Linked DNA regions of Solanum lycopersicum: region 1 is linked to region 2. The links are chromatin contacts, called in public HiChIP or PLAC-seq maps. All regions are on one chromosome and are shown on one strand. Each heading gives the region's core, a stretch centred on a gene start, on an enhancer-like site or on the middle of the called end of the contact. The rest is flanking DNA. Distances are from core to core; before and after follow the strand shown. Region 1 holds the start of LOC101253945 (elicitor-responsive protein 1). Region 2 holds the start of LOC101254542 (cyclase-like protein 1).

What was found. HiChIP or PLAC-seq counts read pairs in DNA pulled down with a chosen protein or histone mark.
Region 1: an RNA polymerase II HiChIP or PLAC-seq map of leaf shows a contact between it and region 2, with 6 times the contacts expected there. The contact joins the promoter of LOC101253945 here to the promoter of LOC101254542 in region 2. A contact is called at or near these places in 1 of 8 Hi-C or Micro-C datasets (leaf mesophyll) and 1 of 1 datasets of contacts at active chromatin or transcription factors (leaf).

Annotation. Positions count from the first base shown.
Region 1 is chr10:46,214,197-46,220,217 of SLM_r2.1, reverse strand. LOC101253945 (elicitor-responsive protein 1) reads left to right here and starts at 3,475. Exons shown (of 8, transcript XR_743539.4): 1 at 3,475-3,739; 2 at 3,825-3,929; 3 at 4,011-4,137; 4 at 4,253-4,324; 5 at 5,121-5,166; 6 at 5,261-5,579; 7 at 5,662-5,805; 8 at 5,896-6,021.
Region 2 is chr10:45,814,434-45,820,349 of SLM_r2.1, reverse strand. LOC101254542 (cyclase-like protein 1) reads right to left here and starts at 3,375. Exons shown (of 5, transcript XM_004248712.5): 1 at 2,699-3,375; 2 at 2,110-2,154; 3 at 1,948-2,020; 4 at 1,682-1,856; 5 at 1,300-1,586. The coding sequence starts at 3,083. The coding sequence ends at 1,461.

The sequences.
Region 1 (6,021 bases), core at 2,226-4,725, 400 kb before region 2:
TTGGTGAAAAATTAGTATTACATACATAAGATTAATATTACTTTTGAATTCTCTATTACGTTTATTTTTTAATATTTTGAATCTTCTCAATAAAAAATTCAATTTTACCATGAAATACACAATGATACAAAAAAAAACTTAAATTTTAAAAAGACAAAGCATGTGATCGGTTAATCGATTCATATACTACTAATATATAAGTCGTAATAATGACACACTTCACAGTCGACAAGTCTGTATCAGTTGCGTGGTTTCCATATTTATATAAGAAGATTTATATTTTGCCCTTCACATTCTATGTTATTATTTCACATATCCTTCTAATAAAGCCATATTTTGGGATGCTTTGCGGTACTTTTCTAATATATATTTTGCCCTTAATATTGTATTTATTACTTCAGTTGTTTCATACTTTTATGTAAATAAAGCTACATTTTTGTGCCTTCTAAAGATGCTTAAAGTGCCTTCTAAAGATGCTTAAAGTCTTTCTTTCTTCATTCATTATCTTTGTTTGCTACTGTTTATTCCAACATCTTATTATTAGTTAATAAAAAATGTAAATTATTATAAACTATGATTACCGAGATATATAAATAATTGATCTAATTAATGAGAAATATAAGTTTTACATTTAATACTATGTTCATTCCAATTTTAGAAACATTATGTGACTAGATACAAGAGTTTGAAAAACAGAAGGCGAATTTTAAATTTGTATTCTAAAACAAGTCTCTAAAAACATACTATTAAAATGTGATTAACTCTCCATATTTCACACTTGCCATATAAATTGAGATAATAAAAGTAACATATATTATTTAAAAATTAATTTATGAATATTATAAATCATTACTTATAGTATGAAAAAAAATATCAAAAATTGATTTACTCTCCGTATTTCACAAGTGTCACATGTAAATTGAATAAGAGCTATATATTATTTTAAAATTATGTACTTAAATTGATGAACTTTCAAAATATCACACGTGCCACATATATTATTCGGAAAAGGGTCAAAATTGCCACTGAAGTATGCGAAATAGACCACTTATACCCTCCATTATATTTTGTGATCAAAAATACCCCTGTTGTTATCCTTGGAGACCACAATACCCTCAAGAGTTAACACTCAATTTTTAGTGACTTGACATGTCACATGGAACTAATCCCTCCACCTAAGTGTTTCCAACTAAGATTCACTACAAAAGAACTTGATCTTTAGTAGCGATAAAGTTGCCACAAAATCTCAAAATATTGCCACTACAGGTTGCAAGTGATTTTTAGTGACGACTAATAGTTAAACCTATTTTTTCAAAAAAAAGTATGGTAATTAATTTTCGATTGCAACCTAATTTTCTACAATAAATAACTTGCAATGTCAATATTAAAAACACCCAATATTACTACGAAAAATCATGAAAATTACTTCTTGATTCACATCTCCTACTATATAATGCATAATTGTACATTTTATACATTTACTTATAACATAAACATAAAACATACAGTGTCTTAAAACTCCTACTTAATCGATATCATTTTAGTTTTTTTAAAAAAATAATGAAGAAAAAATACAAAATTAGAATTTAATAGTAAAAACTTTTAGTGACGATTTTTTGAGCTTTTCTGGCGATTGTTGTCGCCATTAAAGGTCTAGTTCTTTTGTAATGCATCCTAGTTGGCAATAATTAGGTGGAAGGATTAGTCCCACGTGGCTTGCCAAGTCAATGAAAATATGGGGTGTTAACGCTTGAGGATATATATGATTTCTTAGGATAACAACATGAGTATTTTTTTAAATCTAAAATGTAACGAAGACTCTAAGTGATCTGTTTCACATAGTTCAGGGGTAACTTTGACCCTTTTTCGTATATTATTTAACAAATGCATTTAAGATATTATAAAAATAATTAACAACAAAATCATGTAATTAAAAAAATAAAGTAATATACATTGGGCCCGGGCTTATCCGGGCTTTTGTATCTAGTATATATAAAAGAGTTCTCAATGACTAAATTAAAGTTATTACAACTTGCAACACTCAATTTCTAGGTCGTCATATTCAACTCTTGTTTTTCTATCTACTTCTATTTTTTGACAAATTCACAAAAATATGTGATAGGAACATTACCACTAATTCTCTCTTCTTCTTTTTTTTTTGGCGTTTGGCATTAACAATCTCTTTTTGATTGTTTTAGTTTTAACTCTCAAGTAACATTGTTCAATGAATATTTTCTTCACACAATCTTTATTGATGTAATCTCCTTAATTTGAAGCATACTATGAACAAGGTCTTCCTTGTAGGATAAGGTGTCATATACTTTTATTTTGTGTGTCAATAACATGACTTGGGTCATAAAAAAGTCGATTCAACATTAATATATTATAATGAAGTCGACATGCTACAAGTCCAACTCTTTTAAGAATTGGATCGAAACCAATATTTTTGAGGGTTGATGCTAACTTTTCCTTTTCTATCCAAATATACGATGCCTTTATTGGTGACTCTTTGAATAAACAAAGACAACTTCTTTCGACTTTACTTCTAAATATAATTTCTGATAGTTTTGCGCCATTTTGAATCATTCTAGAAAAAATTTCTTCAAAATATCATAAAATATTTTTCAATTAATTAAAAAAAAAAATATATATATATATATATATATATATATATATATATATATATATATATATATATATATATATATATATATATATGAATGAATGACATCATCTTTCATATATAGAATGCCTCAAACACAGTCATTTGAATACTTGTTCAATAACAATTTCACCAAATTGCTAGGAATGTTCAATAACAATTTCACCAAATTGCTAAGAATGTTGTAAAAGTAAACTCAGGATGACCTTTACATAGTTGTTCTATTTTATCTATATACTCTTTGTCAAGGGTGAATATATTATTACTTGTATGAATTCAATCCATAATTTTTTGGCGTTAGATCATAAATTTATATCAACTTTATTAAAAATTATGATAGATAATAAATACGAATACATATTTTTAACTATAACACGTTCAAAGCCAAAATATTAAGAGGTTAAATTTATAAGATTCAAATTCTAAATCCACCTCTATACTTCATATAGTTTTTCTTCCTTATTAATTTCTTTACTTATAAGATATAAAAGTGTCTATTTTAGATTTTTAGGATTATGAGAAAGACATACTTTATTACACCTAAAACTCCAATATTTGGTTTGTCTTATTTGACATTTTTCAATTTTTTAGAGTCAAATAATTTAAATTAGACAAAAAATTTGCATATAGAATCTTTATTTTTTAAAAAATAAAATTTACAAATTTACAAACTAAATAATATAAGTTACAATAATTGATTATTAAAAATATTTATGAAAGTCTTCTCTTTGAAAATAGAATTTGTTTGAATTTTGAAATTTAAAGATATCTTGTAAAATGGATAAGAGGGAGTATTTGAAATAATCCATTACATAAATGTTTTAGTCATTGACGCTATGATTTTGTAACGCGCATTCTCCGTTTCTAGTCAACGAAATAATTTTAATATAAGTCAAAGAAATGAACACGAAACCTCCTATTGGTTGATTTGTTCTCTTTATAAAATAAATAAAAACCCTCATTTTTTTTCCTTAGCTAATTTTAAACCCAAATTCCTCGTCATCGTTGTCTTCTTTCTTCTTCTACTTTCCATGTCGATAGCATATGGCATCCAAGGCCAACTCCTTGAAGTAACTGGTACGAACTTCATTCAACTACAGCTAAAATACTGAGATTTTATGAATTACTTTTCATTATTTACTTTGAATTTTCGTTTTTGTAGTTGTTGCTTGTAATAAACTGAAGGATACTGAATGGATTTCAAGGCAAGATCCGTATGTTTGCCTTGAATACGGAAGTTCTAAATTCCGTACTCGTACATGTACAGGTACAAATTGAATGGATTTATATCTGTTAACTATCATTTTTGGTGAATTTTGATGAGATTCATGCTTTTGTTTGTATGTAGATGGCGGTAAAAACCCTACGTTTCAAGAGAAATTTGTGTTTAAGCTAATTGAAGGGTTGCGAGAGATCAATGTTGTTGTGTGGAATAGCAATACTGTTAATTCAGATGATTTTATAGGGAGTGGAAAGTAAGTCTCAATTTGTTTTCTCTTGACTGATTTGGATTTGTTGTTGAGTTGATTGAATGATCTATTTAGTTTGTTAGTTGAGTGTTAATGATTAAATTATTTAATTTAATTCTAGGGTTCAACTACAGAAGGTTCTCTCACAGGGATTTGATGATACTGCTTGGCCACTTCAGAGGAAGAACGGCAGGTATATTGATAAAAACAACTGCTATTTCTTGATGAATTTTGCTATGGTCTTTCTTTTACGGCGAGAATTGTGTTTATAGTCCTTCTAAGTTTGAATTTGTATCTTTTTTTGTTTGTTTTCTTTGACAAAATGTTCTACATTGTGATTCCACTCTTTCATGTGACATTAATATGACAATTTGCGACACCAAGGTCTGGGATGTATGGATATGATGTGATTCTTTTCATTCATCACTGAAGTTCTTCATTTCATCATTATTGATTAACATAGACCTGTCTATAACTAGCCATCAACTTACTTCCGGACAGTGATGCAGGTGGAACTTAAGCTTTCATAAGCTATTTGTATTCTGTAAAAGTGTTGAATTTTTTTTTGTTCAACTTTCTCCCTGTTAATTGTCTACTTCTGGTAGTCAAAGGGGTCATGGATCAGCTCTTTCTACAAAGAGCCTTATAGACCTTTAGGCATACTAGACACAATTGGGTCACATGTTGGCTTCAAGTTTGGTGAAGAATTAGGGGTAGTTGAGGTTCAATATACTAGATATGAGGCGAGGAATTATTGATTACCTTGCAGGATATAAGTTGAGTCAACAGGAGGTGTAATTTGTTTTCTCACATAAAAGGTATTTAGTCAGCACACCAAGTACTGATACTGGTGGATTCATGGGGGCTATAAAGATTTTTTCTTGATAGTATTTGTGAGGTCATTGGAGACGAATGAAGAGAGCAGCTTTTTCAACACTTGTGTATTCCTAATGAAATCACAGTGTAACAGAAGTATATTTCTTTTACAGGCATGCAGGAGAAGTTCGACTAATAATGCACTATGCAAATACCAATGTAAGTGCCGCCGTCTTTTCTTAGAATTTCCTTCTTGCTTCCCACCCCAAAAATCTTTTAATGTCTTTAACATGAATTTCTCTTTTACTTCCAGAAGCCAGCAACAAGCCATGCTCAATCAGGCCCTCCATTTGTTACACCAACTCCTGGATCATATCCATATTCAGTAGCTCCACCACATGTAGCTTCTCACCCAACACCTTCTGGCTATCCAGCACCATCTCCTTATTCCACAGCCTCGCCTCCTTCAGCATTTTATCCAGCTTCTCCTTATTCCACAGTCCCACCACCTCCAGCAGCATATCATTCAACATCTCTTTATCCCCCTCAATCGGCTGCTTATCCTTCACCTTACTCATCATCTGCGTATCTGCCTCAGCCTTATCCACCACAGGGTTACTCTTATCCCCCAGGTAAATCTTGTAAGATGTGAATTTCTTACTCTCCCCTGGTATGTCAATTACGGTTAACTATTTATTTTTGTTGTCTTGCCAGGTCAATACCCTGGAGTCTATCCTCCACGATCGTATTGATGCTATGTTCTTAAATGCCTGGACAAGGATTGTGCACAAACAAGTACTTGCTGAGTTTTCATTTATTAGTGTGGTATCATGTCTCTTCAGGACTTCTCCATGACCTGTCAGTGATTGCTATGCTGAAATTGTTTAGTATTTGTAGAATCTGGAAATTATTCAAACAAAGCTTATGTTTTGTGCCTGTACTATGTAGGAGTATTCCCAAGCGAAATGTACAGAATTTTCTTGTCTGATAGGCTCCACCGGCTTTACATGGAACACTTCAGATTGTACTTTTGTGATTTTATACTTCCTGTTAGAATTGTTGATATGGCTACTT
Region 2 (5,916 bases), core at 2,126-4,625:
ATTAGTTTTAAATTTATATTTGTTACTTCTATTTTTTTAAAAAAAATTATTTAGGGGTATATATGATTCTTTTATCAAAGTTCAAGGTATATTTTAATTTTTTTCATACATAAATTATTTTTTGACTTCTTTTATTATAATTATTTGAGTTTTTTATTCTTATTTTATTTTTTCTTTCATTCCTTAGTTTAAAGAAAAAAAATTAAACTATTTTTTTGTGTGTATTGTAATTTAATTTCGTATTCGAAGAAAAAATTTGGTCATCTATAATAAGTTTTACAAGAATATTAGTGAAACATAAATAAATTTGATTATCAAAATAATAATTATAAATTAGTCATTAAAACAAAAAAAAAGTCAAAAAAAATATGTTTGACAAGGATTAAATTTACTCATATGGGATTATATTTTTTAGAAAAAAATAATTAAAATTTAGATTAAAATTATTATTTTTTTCATTCCCGTTAGAGGAAAAGAGTATTGGACCATTTATTTACAAGTAGGAGTATATATGAGCCACTTTTATAACGAGAGGTCATCAATTCTAAATGACAAAGTTGAGGGGTATATCAGACCCTTTTCCCTATTTTAATATTATAAAATCCACATTGCTTTGGGACATTGACAATGCTTTTATTGTGACCGTTTGCCACTAAGACAGAATGGAGGAAAATGTAATGTCTTATTACTCTTATTTTTTGGTGCATTACTTTGCACATTGAATTATGCTAACAGTTTGACCGTTGAAGAATACATCAATTGCATTTGAACGTTGGGTTTCTTGGCAGAATGAGTGGTTGTAAACTATGACCATTACTTCTCCATATTATTTTTCCATTATCTCATTTGTTAATTATTTATTATTTTTTGTAACATATGTAATTTTTAGATCATTTATTTTCACTATTTATTACAACATTATTTTCTTATTCATTATTAGGAAGATTTCTTCTAGTATAAATTGTAGTGATATTCATTTGGTTTGTTGACACACATAACATACAAGAAAAATATAGAATATAAGAGTTAGTCAAAAAAATAGAGTTCTTATTAGTTGAAAGGAGCTTTGGACTCAACTCTTAACCAGAGTTGTATGAGTTATACTTTGTCAAGACTTTTGTATCCTGGAGGGGACAAATCAAAGAAGATTACTGCTGGACCGGTGAAAACATTTGATGCAGTGACATTGAATCTCTTTAAAGAGAGCGAAATATTCGCGCATATCTTCATTTTATTTTCAATTATAATCTTGTACTTGTTTGTTCGCTAACACCATGTAATAATGAGAATAAACATCAGTACGATCTCAACATTCATTTTTATTAGTACCCAGAACGAAATTTGCATAATCTCATGGGTAGACAAGCTAAAGGAATTTAAATTCCTCTTGGAAATTTTGTATTCACACAACGTAACGTATTATTTTATCCATGAAAAGTATCACAGTTGTCTTTACATTATTACTGGAAGAGGATGCACCTGGTAGGTGAACCATCTCCATGAACCAGCCTCAACGGTAGACAGTGAATTGTATAAACTCCTGGGACTGCATCATCGAGGTTGAGACCTTCCACTGGAATAATATCCTGATGCATTTATATAACAGAGAATCCTTAACTGAATACGAAATTATAGATTAGGCTTGCTATGTTGTAATTATGAAAACGGATGTTATACTTACTTTAGAATTAAGAAGATGTTGATGAACTTTAAGGAGCTCATCCTTGGGACTAATGGCAACAGATAAGTAATCAACACCAACGAGTTTGATGTCAGTATTCTGGGCCAAATACTCTGCTCCGTCTGAGGTGAATGCAGAATACGACGAATCATATTCTTTCTTGTACATCAGCCTCCTGTTTATGTTCATTATTCAACACCAAACGATCAAACAACTTATATGCGTAGGCTTTAAACAAGTGAATGGACGAAAAATCAAACAAGTACCTGTCTGTGTTTGATGTTCGAAAAAGAACACGTTTCACTCCTCGAGGTATGTTCAATGACCTCATAACTTCATCTGATGAACATGGTGAAAAATAGTATTTAGGGAGACAGATCAAGCGAATTTACAAGAAAATAATTAAGTAGGCAAGCAGGATATCACACCTGTAATATTCTTGTTCCGTGGAGTATCTACTACAAGAACTGGACCTGTATTCACACCAAAAATATGCTTTTTTACAGCTAAATTGTAGCAAAGAGCAAGTGTATTTAGTATGGCGAATTTAAACCAACAATATACCTAGTGTAATTTCATTATCATAACCCTACCATTGTAGATAAGAAACTGTTACCTAAAGACAACTTAAAAAATAGGGAAAAAATATGACTACACACTAGCACAATACAAAGCAACTAAAAAGAATACCAAGAAAAATAACAACACTAAAGTGGTAAGATACTATGCAAATACTCCATCAGTAGATGTCCACAATTGACTGAAAAGTACATGATAGATAGATGTAATTTTACCTAATCGCCCTTATTAAATATAAGAGGGCTAAAATTGAAAATGAATAGTATCTAATAGCAAGGTTAGAATAAGTACTAACATGATAAATTATTCATTGATCTTATAAATTGAGTAAATATTGTTGAACATTTCGAAATAATATAGTGAGAAGTAAAAGATGGACAGCCAAACATACAAGAAATTTATAGAAAATTAACAATAAATCCATAGGAGAAACATTACCATTCAAAGTTTGGAGATGAAGTGAAACAACATCGTAACCCGACTCGAATAATGTCTCATTGAAATGTCCAGGAGCATCAACGTGTGTACCAGAATGAGTAGTAAGTTTAAAAACAGAAAAATTATACAGATCACCCAACTTAATGCTAGTCTTAAGTTTTATATAGTTTCCAAGTCCACTTTTGGAATCATAAGCAGGCAAATCAGGAACATACTTGTGGCTAATGTCAATCACTTTCTTTTTCATATAATTTCTCTCTTCTCTCGTGATTTTTTGTAGATCTAATCTGCTCGCTGCCTCAGAGGCGCTTGCCACACAGACTAGTGTCAGTACGGCAGCAAGCAGAAGGAGAAGGGAGTACTGTGAATTGTTGGGATTAGTCATGGAGATGATTGATTGGAGAAGAGTTTTAAGTGGATAAAAGGGGAAGGAGAGATTTAAGGGCCTGTTTGGATCTATTTACTTTTAAATAGTTTCTGGAGTATTTAAATAAATTAAAAAGAGTGTTGTTTTTAAGTTCAAATGATAAAAATAAAACCCAAAATCATATGTTATAACTCAAAATTTTGACTTTGGCTTATCAATCATAATCAAAAGTCTATCCACGAGACTCTTGTGATGGATTGAAAATACAGAAAGTTGGTGACATATTGATTTGTTATTTTCATGCGACGCCAAATTTGACATTTGCCAGCAGCCCACACGTAGGGAAGGCAATGGAGCGGGGCGGGGCGGGGCGGTTGCGGGCCAAACCCGCTTAAATTTGCTAAGATCTCAACCTGTTCGGTTTCGTTTTACATAACATATTTTATTGTTTTTAACCCGTTCTGTCTACCCAGCAAAAATTTGCTCTGCTCAGTCCCATTTCACATATTTTGTAAAAAAACATTTCAAATAATAGGCTTAGTAAGTTTAACTCAATAAATTAAAATTTTGTTAGTTGTTAATCGCTAATATTAACATGTTATGACATTATTTTAACATTATAATGTTTTATAACTCTTTTAATTTGCCAGCAACATTTCTTTTTATGGATTTGAATTGATTACATTTGATGTAATAACAAAATATTAAATACAAGAAGTGAGATAATTTTTTCTTCTTTCTACTTTCTTAGTCATTCAAAATAGTTTACGTCTAAAAGTTATTTTAATAAATAATGTTATATCACTTTTATAACATGTAAAAAATTAAAATTAAGTTTTGACCCACGTGAAATTACATATACCCGCAACCTGCTCCGCCCCACATTAATTTAAAAAGAACTCACTTCCACCCACCCTGCACAACCTTAAACCCACCCCGCCCCGAGTAGCCTTAAACCCACACCACCGTGCCCCATTGTCATCCCTATCCACACGTAGGACAAGGTTGGATCTAAAGGGTAGCATTAATTATCACTTATATGTACAGGGGCGGAGCCAATTCCCATATCATGATATTTGAAGAGTATAAAATTTTATCTCATGATATAAAATTATGAGATAAAATCAATTAGCGTAAGATTGCATGTTCAAACGTTGATTTCCTTTCACGATTTCGTATCATAATATGATTTCACATGGTCAAATGTCTACTAATTATATTATCTGTTGACACCCAATTTTGGACCTCCATGATATAAATTAATCATCGAGTTTCTCAAATGCCAACGAGTTGAAATAATTGACTTCACAAAAATTTAAAATATTTCTTAAGTCATTTCAAAATAGCTTTAGTCGATTTTTATAATATTTGAATAATATATATTTTTATACGTCTTTATATAATTAAATTTATTTTTATAAAATATTCGAAATTCGTCTTAAAAGATTTTAGTTTTACTTAACACTTTATTAAATTAATTTGTCAAAATTAGTATCTTATATTTTGATTCCTTAGCTTATTGCTAAATTAATTATCTCATCTCGTTAAAGTGAAGAAGCTCGTTAATTAATAAATGACGATTCAATGTATTTAAGTTTTGGTCGAATTTCTTAATCAATTCATTTTGGTTAAAAAATTTAAAATTCATTAGGCCAAAATTGCAATCCATGGCCAAATCCTTAATTCAAAAATCTAATCCCTCTCTCAATTGGGAAACCGATTTGGGGCATTTGCTGATTGCAAATTTTAGGAAAAATTGTATATAATAGCAAACTAATAACCTAAAAGGAGTAGCTAGGGTTTGATTTAATTGTGCTCCATAGCAAACGTTTACAGAAAAAATTGCCAGACGCCTCTCTCCTAAATATCTCGCTCGTCATTCTCCTCCAATCTCTCGCTCGCTTCCTCACTTTTTATACAAATACAAGTGTATAAAAATTGTTTCTAATTGTATAAAGTAGAGAAACTTGTATAAATACATATACTTTTGTTTCCCTCTCTCCCTCTTCCAGATCTCGCTCGCCACTCTCTCAAATCTCGTTCGCCACCCTCGCCTTTCTCACTTATACAAACAGAAGCGAAATGTATAAATTGTGTTTCTGTTTGTATAAATCGTGAGAAAGTTGTATATACACATGCAAGTACATATATTTTCGTCTTATACACTTATAATTATACAATAAAAATACTCCCTGCCCAGTTTCTTTTGTCTTTCTCTCTTTCTCGTTTTATACAATTTTCAAATTGTATCTAATTTCTCTCTTTATTGTTTTATACAATTTGATTCAATTGTATATTCCTTGTCAAGTCTCTTTTGTCTTTCTCTCTTTCTCATTTTATACATATTCAAATTGTACATAATCGTTCTATACACTTATAATAATAAATTTCGTTTTATACACTTCATTTTTATACAGTTATCTGTCCAAGTGTCTTTCTCTTTCTTGTTTTATACACTTCGTTTTATACAATTTGTTTCAACTGTATATGTATAGCGAATTATACAGTTTCTATGTTTACTATGTTGAGTAATTATGCAAACTTTGCTATAGTATACAAATATAAATTTTTCATTTGCTATATGTGAAAATTGCCCAAATTCTACTTCCTTCCAGACGAATTTCCTGCCAGCCTAAATCCTTATTCTTCCAGTAATTCCAAAGAAGCCCACACCTCTTTTTGACCCGAGTCAGCCCTAAGAGCCCAACTTTCCAAAAGCGGATGTTAGCGATTCACGCGCAAAAGAAAGAGACTCAGCACCTCAGCGTGAGCACCAGCGTGTTTTTCCTTGCGTGTAATTCAGACATCAAATTCAGACGTAAAATCGAGCCCAGCGCTGCCCCCGTGCGCG